Linked DNA regions of Pan troglodytes: region 2 is linked to region 1. Evidence: chromatin contacts called from public HiChIP or PLAC-seq data. All regions are on one chromosome and are shown on one strand. Each heading gives the region's core, a stretch centred on a gene start, on an enhancer-like site or on the middle of the called end of the contact. The rest is flanking DNA. Distances are from core to core; before and after follow the strand shown. Region 1 holds the start of GUCY1B1 (guanylate cyclase 1 soluble subunit beta 1). Region 2 holds the start of CTSO (cathepsin O).

Evidence for each region. HiChIP or PLAC-seq counts read pairs in DNA pulled down with a chosen protein or histone mark.
Region 2: an H3K4me3 HiChIP or PLAC-seq map of stem cell-derived excitatory neurons shows a contact between it and region 1, with 2.5 times the contacts expected there. The contact joins the promoter of CTSO here to the promoter of GUCY1B1 in region 1. A contact is called at or near these places in 1 of 7 Hi-C or Micro-C datasets (stem cell-derived neural progenitor cells) and 1 of 1 datasets of contacts at active chromatin or transcription factors (stem cell-derived excitatory neurons).

Annotation. Positions count from the first base shown.
Region 1 is chr3:157,573,230-157,576,139 of NHGRI_mPanTro3-v2.0_pri, forward strand. It overlaps GUCY1B1 (guanylate cyclase 1 soluble subunit beta 1), which reads left to right and starts at 1,515. Exons shown (of 14, transcript XM_003310554.5): 1 at 1,515-2,335. The coding sequence starts at 2,333.
Region 2 is chr3:157,768,394-157,771,303 of NHGRI_mPanTro3-v2.0_pri, forward strand. It overlaps CTSO (cathepsin O), which reads right to left and starts at 1,490. Exons shown (of 8, transcript XM_517502.8): 1 at 1,160-1,490. The coding sequence starts at 1,285.

The DNA.
Region 1 (2,910 bases), core at 265-2,764:
ATACCCAAAGGAGTATAAATCATTCTACCATAAAGGCACATGCATGCATATACGTTCATCACAGCACTAGTCACATGGAATGAAATAAACTATTCACAAAATGAATACTTGTGAATATATGTGAATTAATATGTGAATTCACTATATGCAAAGACATGGACTCAATCTAGATGTCCATCAGTGGTAGACTGGATAGAGAATGTGGTACATATATACCATGGAATACTATGCAGACATCAAAAATAATGAGATCATGTCCTTTGCAGCAACATGGACGGAGCTGGAGACCATTATCCTATGTAAATTAACAGAAACAGAAAACCAAATACCACATGTTCTCACTTGCAAGTGGGAGCTAAACACGGAGTACACATGAACACAAAGAAGGGAACAATGGCCACCAGGGCCTACTTGAGGATGGAAGGTGGGAAGAGGGTGAGGATCAAAAAACTATTTATTGGGTACCATGCTTAGTGCTTGGGTGACAAAGTAATCTGTACACCAAACCCCCAAGACATGTAATTGGCCTATATAACAAACCTGCATATGTACCCCTGAAACTAAAATAAAAGTTAAAAAAAATTCAGTTATGTAACAGTAAAGAAAATTCATCTGTGTAGAAAAATAATCAAAAGATACAGAAAGTTATAAAAAGTAAGAGTCATGGCCATTCCAGCCACTGGTTCTAATTACAGACCATAGCCATATCAACACTTCCTGTGTTTCCTCCCAAACTATTATTCTTACGGCAACATGTATGTGCCTGTGTTATTACCCACATAACACCTTACTGTATACTAACTCTAAAAAATGGAAAATGATTACATTCTTGTGGTGTTTTGTAAACCTGACAATACTTTTCTGCATCATCATTTTCTAGTCACCCTCCTGCTTTTTCATGGTTGTTTAATGTGCCATTTTAATGGTTCCAAATTAGTGGTTAATTGTTGTTAAATAATGATTAATGTTTTAATAGTTGTTTAAAACAAGGTGTTAGATTGTATGAAAGGCTGTAATCTATTTACTCATTCCACCATTAATGGAAATTTTTAAAGTAATTTGTTGTTTTGTTTGTTTGCTATATACCACTATTTCTGTATCAGTTTCCTTCATCATAGCTCTCTCGGTGCTGATGTCAGCACAATCTTATTGTTTTGACATTTTTCTCTAACCATATTGAGACTGTTCTCACAACAAAATATGCACATCTTAAAATACCATCTGGCTTCTCAGGTCCACTTGAGACTGGTGACCTCACTTTTGACCTTGCCCTAAAAGTCAACTGGAGTCCATATACCTCAGGTACAAACAGCTTTAATAAGCTGCCACTTCCTGTTCCTCTCATCTTCTCTCTATGGCAGGACTCAGAGCATTAACAAACCTAAGGGTCTGGTAGAATGTAAGCTGGAGGTAGAGTAGTTAAAGTCTGTGCATTTTGTACTGGTCATTTTCCAGTTCGTCTGTTGCTAAGAAACAGCAACAGAGGCCCGCTCTAGCGGGTTACAAATTCCCTGGAATTATGGCTCTCGGACATGGTGTAGGGAAAGGTGTCCCACAGGGATCAAGCCTAGAATATCGCTGGATCTTGTACAGTTTAGTAAAGGGCAGGACTGGATTTAACATAACGTCCACCAAACTACATTACTGAAAATTTTTGGTGCTTCACTCAACTAGTCTCATTGAGTAGAAGTGAAAATATGTTTTTCTCAATATTACCAGCTTTAAATTTGCCATAAACTGTTGTGGGACCAAGCCACAGAGGAAATGTTTATCTGCTAGACAAAGATAATCATGAGGATGCCAGCAACGGAGGATATTCCTTTTAAGGTCTGTCCATTGCAAAGTACACACGTACACGCTCACACAACAAACACGCCCTGTTCCCTTTTGCTTGTGTTAACCACTGAGGGCAGATCTCTGAATAATAATACATTTAGTGGGTCCACAAGAGCTGCATTTCCTCTGCTCCAGAATTCATGCAAGGAGCACGGCTGGGGCTTCTCCACTGTCATTGTTATGGCCTCAAATGAAGGCCTTGTCACCAGGTGGGGGCGGGAAGGCACTGGAGCGCAGCAGCATTGAGAGCATCCGAATTCCCTCCTCTGTCCCTGATTGGTTGAAGAACTGGGGAGCACCGACCAGCCCCCTGCGGCTCGACTCGCCATTGGCTGGGAAGAGGTGGCAATCAGGGCGGGCCAAGGCGGCTGTTCTCGCTCCAGCTCGATGCTGCCTCCCCGGCCCGGTTGCGCTGTAGCCGCTGCCGCCTCTGCCTGGGTCCCTTCGGCCGTACCTCTGCGTGGGGGCTGCCTCCCCGGCTCCCGGTGCAGACACCATGGTAAGTGCTCTCAGCCGGGTGCGGCCCGAACCTCACCCCTCCTCGGCCGGCCTGGCAGCGAGGGAACTGGCCGCGCAGCCGGAGCTTGGCTCGGGGGCCCTGGGAGCTCACTGCCGGCCACGGGAGCAGCCTCACTCCTTGCCCGCGCCCAGTCAGGGGAGGTGGGAACGCCGCGAGTCGTGGCGGGGGCGATCGGTGCCTTTGCTTCCCAGGCGGGTTTGCCGCTCCACACCGCAGCTTCCTGAGCTCGGGAAGGGGAGGTGCGGCGGAGGCGTGGGGTCTTCCCGGCTCTGGCCGGCCCCACCAGTGTGGGAGGCTGAGCGCCAGCGGCAGGGAAGGCTCCGGGTTCGCGTCCCCGCGCTGCTCCCGATGCCCAGCCTCTCCCGGAGCGGTGACAGGTGAGGAGGGTGGGAAGATAGCGTGGGGGTGGGGCGGATGGTGACGGGGAGAATCCACCAGGGATTGGGGGGTTGCGCCCCCACGATCCGACCCTTTAGTGCATAGTACCCCTAAGGGAGAGGAGTCAGGGGCGGGGTGAAAGGTTAAGCCAGCGCCATGGGAGCAGAGGCAGCAGC
Region 2 (2,910 bases), core at 240-2,739, 200 kb after region 1:
CCAGAATTTTGTTCTTGAAAGAGTAAGAGGACTTCTGGTTTTGATAGCTAGAACTGAACTCAAGAATAATAAAGTGGAGATAACAGTACACATCTCGGTTTGGACAAAACGTAAGAGTGGACAGAATCAGGGAAGGCTGGCCTTCCTAAACATTGGAGCTTTCCAGGAGAGTCGGGGGAAAAGAGCACAGCTATGAAATCCTGTGAGAAATTCCAACAAACACCAGGAAAAAAGATACACTTCCTTGAGCAATATTACTCAACTCAGACTTACGTTTGATTCAGAATGAAAGAATTTTCTTTTCCAATAAATTAAATCATGATAACGGCATCTTTCATGAATTTAAAAATGTGTTAAATAGTATCAGCTATCTAGAACATAGTGAGGCGAACACTAAATCGGCATCCCTTGCAGTTTCCTTGGTTTCAGGAAAATCATTATTTGTGCTCAGCTAACTGGTCCCTTCCAGAGTTTTCATGCTAGACTCAAATCTAAGCATTTATTATAAATATTATAAAATATAAATTATATTATATTTCGTATAATAATATGAAAAGGAAATTAAATGTTTCTCTTTTCTTCAACTCAGTCTCCGCCAAGGCAGGAAGAACTTTTAAGGTGGTGCGTTAGTTTAAGGAGAATCATAAACCATCAGGATTCTTTAATCTGGCTAAAGGCAGGCTCTTTGTTTCTAACTTCTGATCACTAGCGCCCTCCTCGGGAAAAAAAAACACGACAGGTTTCTTCCACCAACAGGCTGCTCCCTGTTTCTGGTTCTCATAAAAAAGAAATAGAAGAGCTTTGGAAGCCAGTGGCAACGATCGAGGGGATTGCTAAAAGGGGGTGCTTCTTCCCACCAAGGACACTTTGGACGTATCTATGGATTTATTTGGGTGCGTCCCAAAAATCCATAGCGACAAATCTTTTCTGGAAAATCAAGTCTTTTGGTTAGCAAAGGCATGGGGGAGTGACACCATAGCACAAGGAGAGGGGAGAGAGAAGCTGGCTTTTGCACCCGCAGCTCAGGGCCCCAGACGCATCGCAGAGCCACGGGTGCCCACGAGCAGGGTCAGCTCTCGGGGGCCCTCTTCCGCAGCCCAGACCCGGGACAGGAAGTGAGGGAGCAGGGACAGATCCCGGGGAGGCGCGCGCTCGGTACCCGGAAGGCGGCGGCTTCACGCTCGCGGCTCCGCGGCCAGGTCGGGGTGAAGGGGGCGCGGGAGTCTGCATCGCCGCCGCCCCGGCACAGCAGCCACAGCAGCCACGGCAGCGCCCGCACGTCCATTGCGGCGCCCGGCTCCTCTGCCGCCCGCGCGGCCTGTTTTCTCTTTCGGTTCCTCGGCTCCTCCCAGCCTGGGCTCGAGGGGCGGAAGGAGCTGGGTTGAGTGCAGGATGCTGAGATTGACCCTTTTTTAGGTCCCCGGTGTTCTGCGACTGAAAATCCGGTCAGCTGGAGGCTACGGACCTCCTTGCTGAGGCTAGTTTTTTTGTTTTTGTTTTTGTTTTGGAAGAGTCAGGCACTTGACCACGTGCTTTCGAGGTTTCACTTCCATCCATTAGAAAAAAAGAAGCCTGAGAGTCATTCTTTTTGTGTGTGTGTTGAGATCAGGGCTCACTGCAGCCTTGACCTTCAGGTTCAAGTGATCCTCCTGCCTCAGCCTCCAGAGTACCTGGGACTACAGGCGCGTGCCACCACCCCAGGCTATTTTTGTATTTTTAGTAGAGATAGGATCTTGCCATATTGCCCAGGCCGGTCTCGAACTCCTGGACTCTAGTGATCCACCTGCCTTGGCCTCCCAAAATGCTCACAGGTGTGAGCCACCTGGCCTGCCCTGTGAGCCACCGGAACCTGCCTTTTTCCTTCTTGCCACAATCCCTAAGTTCAAGACCTAGTTCTGAAGTGATGTGGGCCAATACATAGAGTCATCCATTCAGCAGATGTTTATAAATTCGTAACAAAATTGTACAGATGTGAAAAGCGTACACAGTTTTTGGATCTATTATGGCAGTTTCAAAACTCTTGAAGCCTGTTTCTCCGTTTGCAAAGGAAGATAGAGCCAAGTACATAATTTGCAGGGTTCCGTGTAAACTGAAAATGAAGTTCCCTTGTTCATAAATTGTGAAGAATTTCAAGACGGCAACAGCAGAGCATTAACCCAAGCCATGGGCCTTCTAAGCACCCACTTCTGCACAGGTCACACACTCATGAACCTGGCTCTACCGAGCCTTTCTATTATAATCTATTCTGAACAAGGCTTCCATGTCTGTGAAATTCATATCATTACCCTTGTAGATTTTTAGAACTAACATCAGATTTATGTCTTTAGTTTTTACCTAGGTGCAGTGAGTTACAATATTCTCCAATGCAAACTTCGTAATAAAAATAAAAATAATGTTCCGAGTATTAAGAGGAAAGACACAAGAGTTTTTTATGTACGTTCATGATAAGATATATTGCTCTTGGCAAGTGTGGTGATAAAGATTTTATTTAAATCATAAGTTCACAGAACGATGTTCATGTTAACCTCAGCAGTTCTTTTGTACTTAGCCCTTTTTTGTAACTCATACAAGCACATACTTTTCTTTTTAAACTGAACTTTGCTTTCAGATCATAGTCCCTGTTTATTGACAACCTACTGAGTCAGGAAATTTAAATATAGGCAGTCATCTTTACTTTAGGATAATTGGTATTGTAAAAAAGCCCCTTGAACTAAACTCATTTCAGGAGCTCACATCAAGTATTTATTGAGTACCTGCTAAGTGTCAGGCATTCTTCTAGGTAATGAGGATATATCAAGTAAGTGGATAAGTGACTAAAGGGATGAAAATCCCCATCCCTATGGGACTGATATTTCAATTGATTTACATCAACAAATATTTTATTGAGTACTTCCTAAGTGTCAGGCATTG